Regions from separate parts of the Sus scrofa genome. Here region 2 is linked to region 1. A link is a contact called in public HiChIP or PLAC-seq data. All regions are on one chromosome and are shown on one strand. The core of a region is the stretch at or near the end of the contact, and the rest is flanking DNA. Distances in the headings are between cores, read along the strand shown. Region 1 overlaps SLC29A3 (equilibrative nucleoside transporter 3). Region 2 overlaps CDH23 (cadherin-23).

Region 1 (6,874 bases), core at 1,886-4,385:
ACATGGCCTCTGCCTCCGGAAGGGAACCCAAGGACCCTGAGGACTCTGGCTATGCAGTGGAGGAATGAGAAGACCCCCAGGGCACTGGCCCTGGGCCCCCTCATGTGACAGAAGAGGCTGGGTTTTGCACAACCCCAGGGGGCACCAGTTGTGCGGATTGTGATATGAAAGGAATTCCTCAGAATTGTGCGACATGGCAGCCCTGTTCACAAAGCTCATAGAAACCCTGTGGTCCTGGGGATCCGTTTGGGGCTGGTGTAACTGCAGGTGGGAGACCATGTGTGACTCAGGAGGAGGGCAGGGCAGGACTTTATGAGACAGGAAGCCTTCCCCCGTAGGCGGGAGACCCAGAGGTTTACAGTCCCATGGCTCTCAGCCCAGCTGGGTGGCTACTCTCCATCCCGATCAGCGTCCCTTCCTGTTGTACCTATTCCTTTGTTGACTGAAGACATGGCAAGCCCCAGCACACCCAACACCGTACTGGTGGCTTGGTGTGTAAAACAGAAAAGACAAGGGCGCCTGATCTCCCCAGGGAGCGTGTAGTCCGGTGCAATCCTACAGTTGCAGAACGATGGGTATGAGGGACGGGGAGTGGGGAGAAGGAGGGTGTACGGGGCCAGGGGCTTCCCTTGGACTGCACCCTGAAAGATGGGGGGGGTTGCCAGACAGATATGGGCAGGTGGGGGCACTGGTGAAGGGAAACGGCATTCCAAGAGGTGGGAACAGCACATGCAAAGGCAGGGAGCGATCTTTCTTTGCCACGCAGGACTCTAACCCGAGTTCATTTGTTGGAACAGACCCCCACACACACACCCCGAGGGTTTCCTCAGCATCACAGGAAGCTGCTGAGCTGAGACAGAACAACACCGTGTGGTCCATTTAATCTGGGCACTCTGGCAGAGGGGCAGGAATGCAGCCATGGCACCCACCCCTCCCCCTCGGGGTGCGAATGAGAGAGTGGCCCCCATCGGTCACGTTGTGAATTCTCCGACCCAATATGAGGCCCAGTACCGAAGAACAGAGGAGAAAACGTCTGCTCCTTGAGAGTCTAATCTAATGCCCCTGCCCCCTCACTATCTCCCCTGCACTCTGCAGTTACCTAGGGCTCAGCCTCTGGCACCAGGAACATCAAAGGTCATCTTTGGCACCTGCCGGGTCACTCAAGTACAGATGTGGAAGCCAAGCAGAGTACCAGGTGATTGACATTTGAAAAAAACTACCTACATGTGGCCTGCCCATCCTAGTCCATTTGCTCTTAGGACAGCCTATAAGAGCAAGGCTGGGATTGCTCCCATTTTCCAGATGAGAGGCCTGAGACTAACAGGTGGATGCATGGCAGAGAGATGCACACTTGGAGAGAGCTGGTGGCAAGATTTTCTGACACAGGGGTGGGATGGGAGATCGTTATCTTCACAAACCTAAGAGCCACTGGGGCTCAGGCTACCTGCCTCTGAGTCACACAAACCTAAACACATCACTGGGACTGCGGTGTGTCACCGGCGGCTCCAGCGGCCAGGTCTGGCGGCCCATATGGCTTCCCAGGTGTGAGTAGGGACCAGCCCACGGGATCAGAGGTTCCACTGGGGTGGCATCCTCCTCTGCCCCAGCCGGCACATGACAGGCCTTGATTTCCCTCCTCTCCCTGTTAACCATCTCTTCTCCTTGAACCCCATGGTCCACTCCCTTGGGCATTTCTTCAGGTCTGTGGGTCTGAGTAGTGTTAAAAAAGGGGGAAAAAAAAAAAAAGATTAAGAGAAAAGCTCACACCACTGTCAGCCACCGAAATGGATGGACACGGTCTACTGATAAGCACAGATCGTGTGAAGGAGGACATTAGAGCTGGGAAGCACTGGGCAGGCTTCCAGCTTCTCTCCTCGGGGTGTAAACCGCAGCAGGACACCCCAGGACGGGTGGGGGCGGGGATCAAAACCCAGACAGTGGACAGAAGCTGGCGGTGGTGGGAGGGGGGCACCCCCCGGTGTCTTTGACCCCCAGGGAGCAGGTTGGGGTGGGGGGCCCTCTGGCCAGGGTACAGGAATCCATCCACTTGTGAAGAAGATGAGGAAACGCATTTTCATCTGTGACGCTCGGGCCCAGCCTGTGAACACCAGGGGGCGGGAGAGACGCTCTTCAAACACAATCTAAAAACCCACCAGAGCCAGCTGGCCAGATGTGAGGCCCATTTTACGACGGAGAACATTGCCTCTCTCCACCACGCTGAGAGGCGCCGCGCCAAGCATCTCTTCTGGAAGATTTTAATTCTGGGCTTAGAGTCCAGGTAAAGAGGTTTCTTCGTGCAGGGAGGCCCCCAAAATGAGCCCGTTTATCTCTGGCAGGCCCTGGGTAAGTTTCCTCTCTCCCAGTGCCATTTGGGCACTTTCAAATAAGTGCAGCAAATTAGTCACGAGTTGAGGCCGGCTAGCTCGGGGCCGGCCACCTGGCGGTTTGGAGAGGCAGCTTTGTGCGGCCCCCACCTCCAGAGCTCGGCAGCAGAGGCCGCTGGGCTCCTGCGGGGCGAGAAAAAGCGATTCAAGCCTGGGGGTGGCAGCTCAAGGCAGCAAAGCGTTACCTGGATCACAGGGGCATGAAATTAGCAGCAGCGAGCAGCCTGGAACCGAGAATAGCTTGCCATTGCAAACTTGCTGCCTTCGGACGGCCGAGAGCCAAGTTCTGATTCTGGACGTTGCAGAGGAGGCATCCAGGCTTTGGCCACAGTTGTTCCCAGGCAGGCCAAGAAGTGAGCAGAGGGCAGGTGTCCCCATAAGGGGTGCAGCTAGCGTCTGCCTGCGGGTTCCAAGGCCCCCTGTTTGGGACACTGGCCCAGGGAAAGCTAAGGGGTGTGTTGGCCTCGGGCCCGGGGAAGCAGGGAGGGCTGGCTGGGCAGGGAGGGAGGAGCAGTGCCTATTCCAGGGGTCAGACAGGGAGGGGCAACAGGGGCCCAGATCCACCAAGGTGGGGTGCGGTAGCCAGGGGCCCAAGGGCAGAACAAAGCTGGGGTCAGATTCAGGTAAGGCCCGGAAAGATGACGTAGCCACACTAAAGAAAGAAGCCCCCATCAGATCTTCGCGTGCTGCTCTAACATCAGCCGGACACTTGGCCTGGGCTTGGCCTCTCAGGCTTGGCCCCAGACTCCCCGGGGCCACTGTAAATCTTGCTCTTTAATAGCCTGGAATCCCCACCATCACCACCACCCCTAAGGCCTGCAATTTTTTTTTTTTTCAAAATTCCTTTGGAAGCTCTGCCAGAAGATAAGCATAATTCCTGAGGTTTTCTAGAATGAGCCTCCCCCTTCTCTCCCCCCAGCGTAAAGCTTTCCAGGCCAAGAGAGGCTCTTCCTCCTGCCAAAGCCGACTTCTGGAAGGCCTCCACCATGAGTCCTCAGCTTCCTTGTTTGCATCTTCTCTCTCTCCGTCACTTCTGCTTCTTCCTTCTCTTTTGCTTAGAGGCTCACTGAGGTCTCCGCTGGGCTAAGAAAAAACCCTCTTTGACTTCACTGTGTCTTGCCACCAGGCCCCTCCTGCCTTTTACTCCTAACCCCCCACAAAGGCAGTTCACGCCCTCACCTGCTCCTAGGCTGCTCTGGGGAAAGTCTCCTTCAAAGGGTCCTCTTCACAGTCCACCCATGACCCAAGGCCTGGTCTGAACCCTCAGGCTCCTGACACCACATGTCACCCACTGCAATGGGCTGAAGAGTGCCCACCAAATTCCCATTGACCCAGAACCTCAGATGTGGCCCCATTTGGAAACAGGGTCTTTGCAGGTATAAGTAGCTGAGATGAGGTCATATTGGCTCAGAGAGAGCCCTAAAGCCAAGGACAGATGTCCTTACAGGGAGAGGGATGGCAGGCACACAGGGAGGGCGTCCAGCGAACAGAGGCAGAGAGCAGAGTCGTGCTGTCCCCAGCCAAGGAAGGCCCAGGCTCACTGGGAGCCCCCAGGCCCTGGAAGAAGCAGAGCGAGATTCTTCCTAGAGTCTTCAGGGGGAGCCCGGGCCTGCTGGTCCCTTGATTTTGGTCTTCTAGCCTCCAGAACTGTGAGAATAAAATGCCTGCTGTGCTAAGCCACCGAGTTGTGGTACTTTGCTACGGGACAACCACAGGAACCCCTCACATGCTCCCTCCAGCGCTGCCCACCTGGACACACAGGCCACCCCCCACCCCCTCCTCAACAGCTCAGTAGCCCCTGCTCCCTCTGCCACCGGAGGGCCCTCATTATGTTCCTCCCTCCTGTGCTGCAACCCTGCCCCTGGAGTTCATCTCCCCTGCGGCCCCCACACCTGCATCAGTCCCCGCCTCCAGAACACTCTTCACTGCCTGCCAGCCAACCTGCCTGGGTGGCCTGCTGAGCCCAGGCTCTAAGCTCCCACATCACAGGCCTTTAAGGGAAACCCCAAGCCATCCCTGCCCCCTGAGGCCCCATGGCTCCTCCTTCCCTCGGTGTCCTCTCCTCGCTTCAGTTTCCTTGGTTTCCTTTTCACCTGCAAAATTTCTTTGGTTTCCCTTTCACCGTCACCCCAGCTCAGTGGTTTGCCAGCCCGTGTCCCTGTCATCTGTGACTCACATTCACTCCCCTGGGTCCCAACTCCCCCGACGGAGCTCCTCCCTGGGTCTGGCCTTCCCCTGCCCGCACTCCCCACCCCCAGGCCAGGCCCATTTGTCCGAGGCTTGTCTGCCTCCTTCTCCATGCAGCCTGGCCTCCTGGCCTCTCCTTGGAGCTCCTCGCGCCCTGTCCCTTTCTTTTGGTTCTTTCTCAGGACATCTTGGGGACTCTAGATTGGTTAAATAATGGGGTACGAGGGGATGAGGGAGGCTAACAGGTGGTGTCACATACCAGGCTGAAGAGGGGTGTTCATTTCAGAAGGTACTAGGGAGCTAGGGAAGCAAAACCACAGGTCGCCTGGAGGGAGGGGGTGGCATGAAGGGAGTGGAAGGAGGGGGTGGCATGGGCTGTGCACTTATCATTCATTCATTCACTCAAGAAATGTGGCAGGCAGTTGATCTTCTAGAGCTCACTCACTTCTTCAACAAGTAATGGCTGAGCACTTTCTATGTGCCCAACGAATAGGCTAGGGAGGCCAAAAAGTGGGTCAATAGCAAGTTTAAAAAAAGGGAGGGAGAGTTCTGGTCGTGGCTCAATGGTTAACGAACCCGACTAGAATCCATGAGGATGTGGGTTCGATCCCTGGCCTCGCTCAGTGGGTTAAGGATCCAGCATTGCTGTGAGCTGTGCTGTGGGTCACAGACGAGGCCTGGATCCCACATTGCTGTGGCTGTGGTGTAGGTCGGCAGCTACAGCTCCAATTTGACCCCTAGCCTGGGAACCTCCACATGCCATGGGTACAGCCCTAAAAAGACAAAAAGACAAAAAAAGGGGGGGGGTACAAGTTATAATAAATGCAATAAAAAGAAAAAACCAATTAAGGGGGTACAATAGAGCCTAGTAGGGTGATGAGGGTAGTGAGATGATAATGTGTAAATAGCGACTCAAGGACAAACTGTGTGAGGGATGAGGGGAAAAGCATCCTGGACAGAGGGAACAGCATACAGCTGGCCCCAAGGTGTGAATGAGCTTGGTGTGTTCATGAACTGAAAAACCAGGGTGATTCTGGAATCCAAGGAGTGAGGGAGAGAGTAGGGGACTGGGCTAGAGGCATTGTCAGGACCGGGGCATCCAGGCTGGGATTGGTTTGGGATGGGATTCTCAACAACTTGGTACCAGCGCACAGTCACCGAGCTCCCCATGCCCTGCTCCTCACCTATTCACTCCCTTGATGCCCATAGCAGGCGCCTCCCCACCCTTTTATTTTTAAGGGCCACACACACAGCATGTACGGCATATGGGGGTTCCCAGGCTAGGGGTCCAATCGGAGCTACAGCTGCCAGCCTACGCCAAAGCCACGGCAATGCCGGATCCTTAACCTGCTGAGCAAGGCTAGGGATCAAACCCACAACCTCACGGTTCCTAGTCGGATTCATTTCCGCTGCGCCATGACAGGAACACCCCCTTTACTGTTCTGTTGTTGTTGTTGTTTGCTGTGCTTGTGGTATGCATAAGTTTCCAGCCAAGGAATCGAACTTGCGCTGTAGCAGTGACTTAAGCCACAGCAGTGACAATGCTGGATCATAAACCACTGGGCTACCAGAGAACTCCACACGGCACCCCTTTGAGGGAAGATTCGTATTGCAGATGAGGACACTGAGGCTCAGAGAGGTCAAGCACTTGCCCAAAGTCCCACAGCGCAAAGCCAGCCCTCTGTCTGCAGAGCTAGTGCCCTTAACTGGTGCAGTGGATGGCCTCTCGATTTCGTCACCACTTCTGTAGCCTCCACGGAGAATCAGTTGTAGGGGGCGCCCTGGGAGCCAGTGCCTGGGAGGCTGAGGCCCAGGCAATGGCCGTGGAAGAGAGGATTGGAGGGATTGAGGCGTTTCCCAGGCAGAACTGATAGGACTCTCCGGCGGGCTGAATGGGGGAGTGGGAGGACAGAGGCAAATAAACGGCAACCCCTCAGGTTCAGGCTTGAGCAACTCGATTAGGCAGGGAAGGGAGTCTGCTTGGGTGCAGTCTGAGCCTGTGGCTAAAACAAGGTCCCTTCATGAGAGTCCAACTCCCTGAATTCGGGACCTCGGCATCAAATCCTGGGAGGAGGGTCTTCCCTCCCGCCAGCCCGGCACCAAAGCGCGACGAGCCCTCCACAAGCGCTTACTGATGAACTCATCGCTCTGCACTTATTTATCGAGCCCATAGCTTTTCTAGGCACAGGGGATTTAGTCCAAGTTCCCACTTTCATGAAACAGACGTTCTCGTCAAGGAGACAGTGGGCAAATGCATAAATATATAGACAATAAGGCAGTGATGAGTGTTACGAAGAGACATC
Region 2 (6,874 bases), core at 2,704-5,203, 430 kb before region 1:
ACTTTTGAATATTTTTTTTAACTTGTCTTTTTTTTTTTTTTTTTTTTTTGGTAATTTAGAAAGCTTAAAAAACTTTAAAGGTTGGACAAGGGTTCACATTTCCCTAATTCCCAGCCCAGGGTTTTGCCCCATGAATTGTACCTGTGAGATCACTTTCAGAGGCCCTGTCCCAGAGCTAAGGAGTTTCTCAAGGGATAAGTAGGGCTTTTTATTCATTTATTTTCTATCGCGCTCAAAAACCACATATAAGATTTGCCATTTTAACTGTTTTCAAGTGTACGATTCACTGGCATTATGCTCATAATGTTGTGCAATTATCACCACCATCTATTTCCTAAAGTTTTCACTCAGGCTTTTGACCTTGAATGTGTGGCATGCGGTCTGGGAAGGGTCTGCTCTCCCTTTGCAGGGAACAACTGGTGGCCCTGGGTGGTCCAGCTGTTCCTGGGCTGGGGTGAGGATCCCCCCCCCCCGCCCCCCGCTCTCTCTCTTCCATGGAGCTGCCTCAGCTGTAAGCGCCTGGCCCATTTCTGGGTGCTCTGGGGTTTCCAGACCTTCTGTGCCTCTATGAGTTGCTGAGGGTCTGGCTGTGGGGCCTGGGTAAAGGTGGGTCCTCCTGCTGTTCAGCCTTCCATCTCTGGGCCTCAGTTTCCCCTCAGGAGGAGCAGTGGGAATGCAGCCTCACCTTGGCTGCCTCTTCGCCCTTTCAGGTATCACGGCTGCCGCCCTGGCTACAAGTGCCTGCATCGTGGGCATCCTCTGCCTCCCTCTCATCCTGCTCCTGGTCTACAAGCAGAGGCAGGTGGCCTCCAACCGCCGTGAGTATTCCTGCCCGCCTGGGCTGGGGGGTGGTGAGTGACCTGTCCTACTCGGCTGTGGGGATTAACTAAGGCAAAAGGCAGGCAGAGTTCTTCTTCTCAAGAGATCAGAGCCGCTAGAGTCCTTGGAAGGAGCTGGGCTCAATGACGGAGAGAGGAGGGGACCCAGATGTGCCACTTTCAGGGCTCGAGTGCCCACTAGCCCCTGGCAGTGCTGGCTTGGCACTCAATATCTGTTGAACGAATGAATAAGCACATGGAGTAGCTCAAAGTGGTTTATAAAAACGCTGCCACTTGAAGATCCTTTGGGGACCGGCTTTGATGTACAGGTAGGCTTGCTTTGCTAGCAATTATTGGGACAAAATGACCTTTGGAGTATCAGAACTGGGAGGGATCTTAGCGGTAACTTGGTTCAGCTCTTTCCTTTTATGGGCAAGAATTCTAAGATCAGCAGGGCTAAATAACTAACCAAATGTTATATAACTTCCTAAGTGGCAGAGCTAAGACTCAAACGCAAAGCTTTCAACTCACGCTTCTCAGGGACCGTAAACCCATTGCATGATAAAAAACACTCATCAGCATGCGTGTCATAGCCCAGGACCCCTAACCTGTAAGACTGCTGTGCCGGGTACCACGCCGAGCTTGTTATAATCATTCTCCCTTATTCCTCATAGCACCACTAAGAATTTGGTCCTGCCTCTGGGCCTATTCTACAGCTGAGCAAACTGAGGCACAGAGCATTTAAGCAATTCCTTTAAGGAACCACACAGCGAGTACGTAGTGGAGCCAGGTTTCAAACTGTGGCCACAGATACCTTTTCACCCATCTCTTCGGGTGACAGGGCCCCTTGCCCTTCCTTTGACCCCACCCGTGAGCCTCAGCTAGCCCAGTCCTCCAGGAATGAAAGGGTGGGGCCCTTGCATGGCCTCCCCTACCTCATCTCCTCTGTCTGCTGCAGAAGTAACTGACAGAGGCCGGCTCTGTCACCAGGTGGCTTTGGCTTTGGCTCTGGCGGGACTGTAACTACTTGACAGCCCTGTCTGTCCGGCTGTCAGTGGGTCACTCAGGGGCTGTGGCCATCTCTGCCTTTCTCCCAGGTCATCCTATTGCTCTCACAAAACCCACCACAGCCTAACGACACAAATACCCTAGGGTTGGATCTGGGGTGGGGGAGGGTAAAGGGGTTGGATCCGAAAGAGGAACCCAGGGGCTCAGCCCGGGAGAGAAATGCTTCTGCTCATGTGTGGAGCACTTCCATGGAGGTGGGGAAGGGATGAGAGACATGCTCGGCTAGGCTCAGCTCCCAGATAGAGAGGTGCTTTCTGTCCCCCTCACTCCAGACCACAAGGCTGCCTCTGGGCAGAGGATGAGGATGGTGCGGGGTTGGGGAGGGGGCTGCTGATCCTGCTTTGGTGCCTTGGTCTTCCTCATAGGGTCCCCAGGGATTGAGCCAAGGCTGGTGCCATATCCCAGGATGGAAGAAGGAAAATCAGAGAGCAGTCATCTCCAGGCCAGACCACTGTGGGGGGTGGCCTGAGGACATGGGGAGCCTGGGGTTTGGGCCCCAGTATCTCCCACTCCCCACACTGGGACACCTGCAGTTTAGGGCCTCCCAGAGGAAGGGACAGGTGAGCTGGTTGCTGATGGGCTTCAGTGAAGGAAGACTCTGGGGGGTGGGGAGGGCAGTGGGGGCCTGGGCTGTGCCATGATCAATGTTGAGGTGTCCGCTGAAATTCTAAACAATCCCCTTTTCTGTGATGGGCAGCTGCTTCATTGCACCTTATCCCCAGATATATTCTATGCAGTAGCAGGAAGGTATCAATAATTTATCTTCTAATAAAAGTATTCTTGAGGCCAGTCCCCTGCCCCTTCCAAAAAGAAAGAAAAGGAAAGAAAAGAAAAAAAAATGACCTGTTGCAGGCTCAGAGACAGACACAAGAGATGCCAGAGGGGACCACCCCAGAGAAACCAAGTGTGAAATGGAGAGGAAGTGTGGATTTGGGTCGCTGTTCCTTTTTTTTTTTTTTTTTTTGTCTTTTTGTCTTTTTAGGGCTGTACCTGCGACATATAGAGGTTCCTAGGCTAGGAGCCTAATCGGAGCTATAGCTGCTGGCCACAGCCACAGCCACAGCCACAGCCACACCAGATCTGAGCCATGTCTGTGACCTACACTGCAGCTCACAGCAACACCATATCCTTAACCCACTGAGCAAGACCAGGGATTGAACCCTCAACCTCGTGGTTCCTAGTCGGATTTGTTTCTGCTGCACCACGATGGGAACTCCTGGGTCACTTTTCTTGACCTAGATGCTAGAGAAGCAGCTGCTGGTTATGGGAACAGAAGTCCCTGCGAAATCCCAGGAGTCAGGCCACAGGGCAGAGGTTGAGTGACCTGGAGTGGGATGGCACATCAGGGATGGAGGGGATGGGGAGTACGTGTGGCACGCTCTGGGCAGGAAGCTGGCACTGAGCCTGGCATGGAGGGCATGCTCGGGAATGAGCCACACTCAGGAAAAAAGAAAGAGAAAGGGCTAGGAGCTCTGAGCAAGGCTGTGTGCTGCGGAAGCCAGTGAGCATGGCAGCTGCTCTAGAGTCAGACACGCGTTATCCCAGGGCGGCGGAGAGGATGAGCTGAGGGAACGCCGAGACCCACACGGAGCCAGATACAGAGCTGCCCAGTAAACAAGGAGCCATGATTCCGATGCCTCAGAGATTTCAGGAACTTGTGTGCAACTTCCCCGTGGGTGTTCTGTTGTTGTGTCCCTCCCCCACCTTTTGTTTCCCCATCGTAATCGGCAGCGAAGCTCTTACAAAACGAGAAGGATCTGTGGGAGTATGTGGGGAACAGCGAGAAAGAAGGAAGTTGGGGTCATTGCATCTGGTTGGTGGCCAGTTTGGGTGGGTGGGGAACCCCCAAAGTGGGGCAGGGTGACAGCAGCTTGGATGTGGAGTAGAAAGGAGTAGTCTAGCTGAGAAGGGATGGGGATCTCGAGCCCCCCTAAGGTTCATCTAAGAGATGCTGCCTCGAAAGATGCCCTATTAGGCAAGGTGGAGGATGGGACAGAGAGAACCAGGAACTCTAATTACGAACTGAGCTTGCAACACCTCCGCTCAGCAAATCGTGGCTGATGCCCAGAACGTGACAAATGTCCAAACAGGAAAGAGCAACTCAGGAGCCAGGTCTTTGGTTGGCCCTGAATGTCTAACATCATCAAAGTGAAGTCATAGGAGAAATCACTGGCTGCCTTTGGTCCCCTGGTGAACAAATATTGTCCTATATATTTGTAAAAGGGAGCCCGAATTTCATTTATCACTGGACAAAATGGGCCACTCACTGAGGCCTCACCTGCTAGGCAGAGCACTGAGTGAAGAGAGGTGGGGTGAGGGCTGAGCACAGTCCTGCCTGGGCTTGCTCCTGTTCCCCAAGGGGCATTGCCAGCCAGGGCAGAGATGCTCTCTGGAGGAGCTTTCCCCCCCTTTTTTTTTTTTTTTTTGTCTTTTGTCTTTTTTTGTTGTTGTTGTTATTGTTGCTATTTCTTGGGCCGCTCCCGCGGCATATGGAGGTTCCCAGGCTAGGGGTTGAATCGGAGCTGTAGCCACCGGCCTACGCCAGAGCCACAGCAACGCGGGATCTGAGCCGCGTCTGCAACCTACACCACAGCTCGCGGCAACGCCGGATCGTCAACCCACTGAGCAAGGGCAGGGACCGAACCCGCAACCTCATGGTTCCTAGTCGGATTCGTTAACCACTGCGCCACGACGGGAACTCCGGGCTTTCCCTTTCTGACCGCCTTCTCTTTCTGTCTGTCCCTAGGTGCCCAGGAGCTGGTGCGGATGGACAGGTAAGGCCCATGGAGACCTTCCCGAGAACACGTCCCGCAGTCTCTCCCCATCCTGACTCAAAGCTTGGCAGGCTCTCTGTCCTCCTGCTTCTCCCTGGGCCATTTCTTCTTCTTCTTCTTTTTTTTTTTTTAGGGCCACACCCGTGGCACATGGAGGTTCCCAGGCTAGGGGTCGGATTGGAGCTGTAGCTGACCTACGCCACAGCCACAGCCACACCAGATCTGAGCTGCCTCTGCGACCTACACCACAGCTCCTGGCAACGCTAGATCCTTAACCCACTGAGCGAGGCTAGGGATCGAACCCTCAAGCTCATGGAGGCTAGTTAGTACATAAGGAGGTGGGGGGGAACTTTCCACTGGGACAGACCAGCTCTTTCCCCCTGTCCTCTCTGGTCACAGCTTATACCATGACAGGGCTGAGAAAACAGACAAGGCCTTCCTGGGCCCCCCTGTGCCCTGGGCCAGCTGTCAGGAAGGAAATACTTCTGTGCAGTAGGGCCCTTGTTTTGCTGCCTGGCACAGCTGGTTAGAAGAGCATCTGCCATCTGTCACTGAGGGCTACACATCTGTGCTGATTGGCTGTGCTCCCTGCCAACCCTCAGCCAGGAGGCTGAGCTCCAACTTGGATGGGCGATGCACCCACCTTTGGGCCTCAGTGGTCAGCCGGGTAGCAGTGGGGAGAGGAAGCAGCTGAGCCCGGGGCAGACACTGAAACATGCAAAGGAGGCCAGTGCACCTGGAGCTGTGGCTCCTCCTTGCAGGGCACCCCAAGGAGAAAGCTGTCGGGCCACCACAGGCCTCAAGGGCAGAGGCTGACCAGGCTCAGAGGAGGGTGGCAGGGCAGGGGTGCAGAGGCTGGGGAGTGTGTGTGGTGCGCTCCGGGCAGGAAGCTGGCCCCCAGCCTGGCATGGAGGTCATGTTCAGGAGTGAGCCACACTCAGGAACTTGGCCCCGGTACCAGCAACACCAAATCGAAAGCTCCTCCGGGTGTTTGAAAGGGGTGATTTTTCAGACAGGTCACAGGAAGTTCTGCTAGTGATCCTGCTAGAATCTCAGAGTTGGTGAGATCCTCAGAGGTTGTCCCTCTCCAGAGCAGGAAATGGGGAGGAGAATGCCTCCCTTCAGCTCAAGGCATTCAATCCTAATGCCATGAACTCTACTGACCAAAGAGAGACTTGTCCCTGGATTCCTGCAGCCAGGGTCCTGGAGGGCCTCCGCCCTGGGCTTCCTGCTTGGGCCTGGGGCGATGGTGTGGCTGGGGTCAGCTGCTCTTAGCTCAGGGCCAGCGGGAGAGTGCAGCCCTGGATCCTCCCTTCCTGCTGGGAAAGGCTGCTGAGGCCTGGCGGGGGAAAGGAGCGGCGAAGTGGGGCAGGTGCAGAGGGCGGAGGCTTCGCCTTGGCAGCACAGCTGACCTTCGGTTCTGATTCTCCAGCAGCAACGTTCAAGGAATTGAAAACCCGGGCTTTGAGAACTCTCCACCCTCCCAGGGGATGGTGGAGGCCAAACCCAGGCCTCCCCTGTCCTATGTGGCCCAGCGGCAGCCTTCTGAGTCTGGGCGGCACCTGCTCTCTGAGCCCAACACTCCTCTGTCTCCACAAGGCCCCGGCGATGTCTTCTTCCCCTCCCTAGGTGAGAGCTTCTCTTTTCCCGCACAGTGCTACAGCCTGTAAGGTCATGACCTCTCCATGGCCTGCCAAGCATCAGTGTCACTCCCCGTCCTCCCTGGGGAGTCACAGCCTCAGGGTGTGGGGTTGGGGGATGAAGGACAGAGCCACGCCCCCTTCACTCTGCTTCTCCTTTCTTTTGCAGACCCTGTCCCCGACTCCCCAAACTCCGAGGCCGTCTAGACCAGCTGGGTGCCAGTAGGCAGCTGTGGCTGGGCCTGGGGCAGGTGCATTTGAGCCAGGGCTGGCCCTCTGAGTGGTCCCTTGGCCTTGGCCCCATTTCCTGCCTCCTGCTCCAAGCCCAGATTCTTTGAGGTCCCCCTGATGGTCTGACCTTCGACCCCTCGTGGCAGAAGGGAGAAGGTACTGGATCACTCAATCCCTGTCTCAAAGACAGTCAGGTGCTGGGAACCCACCCCAGAGGCCTGAAATTCACCAGCTACTGATGCCAAATGACCTACATCCCAGAAGCCTCAGAACTGCCAGCTTCGTGGCAGCCTCTCTCCCTGGGACATGAGCCTTGGGACCTGTCGGTGCAGGTGGGCACTGG

The links. HiChIP or PLAC-seq counts read pairs in DNA pulled down with a chosen protein or histone mark.
Region 2: an H3K27ac HiChIP or PLAC-seq map of alveolar macrophages shows a contact between it and region 1. The contact joins two enhancer-like sites. A contact is called at or near these places in 2 of 2 datasets of contacts at active chromatin or transcription factors (alveolar macrophages and skeletal muscle).

The regions. Positions count from the first base shown.
Region 1 is chr14:74,237,597-74,244,470 of Sscrofa11.1, reverse strand. All of the region lies in intron 2 of SLC29A3 (equilibrative nucleoside transporter 3), which reads right to left. Among named protein-coding and RNA genes, the nearest start is that of SLC29A3, 18 kb to the right of the region's middle. Within about 2 kb of position 3,135, at least 18 of the 83 cell types and tissues checked have an H3K27ac peak or open chromatin away from gene starts, as enhancers often do. A contact at or near this core is called in alveolar macrophages and skeletal muscle, where this site is marked.
Region 2 is chr14:74,667,935-74,674,808 of Sscrofa11.1, reverse strand. The region is part of intron 38 of CDH23 (cadherin-23); the gene reads right to left. VSIR (V-type immunoglobulin domain-containing suppressor of T-cell activation) reads left to right here. Exons shown (of 7, transcript XM_005671045.3): 4 at 711-818; 5 at 4,633-4,660; 6 at 6,093-6,289; 7 at 6,470-6,874. The coding sequence ends at 6,507. Among named protein-coding and RNA genes, the nearest start is that of VSIR, 22 kb to the left of the region's middle. Within about 2 kb of position 3,953, at least 21 of the 83 cell types and tissues checked have an H3K27ac peak or open chromatin away from gene starts, as enhancers often do. A contact at or near this core is called in alveolar macrophages and skeletal muscle, where this site is marked.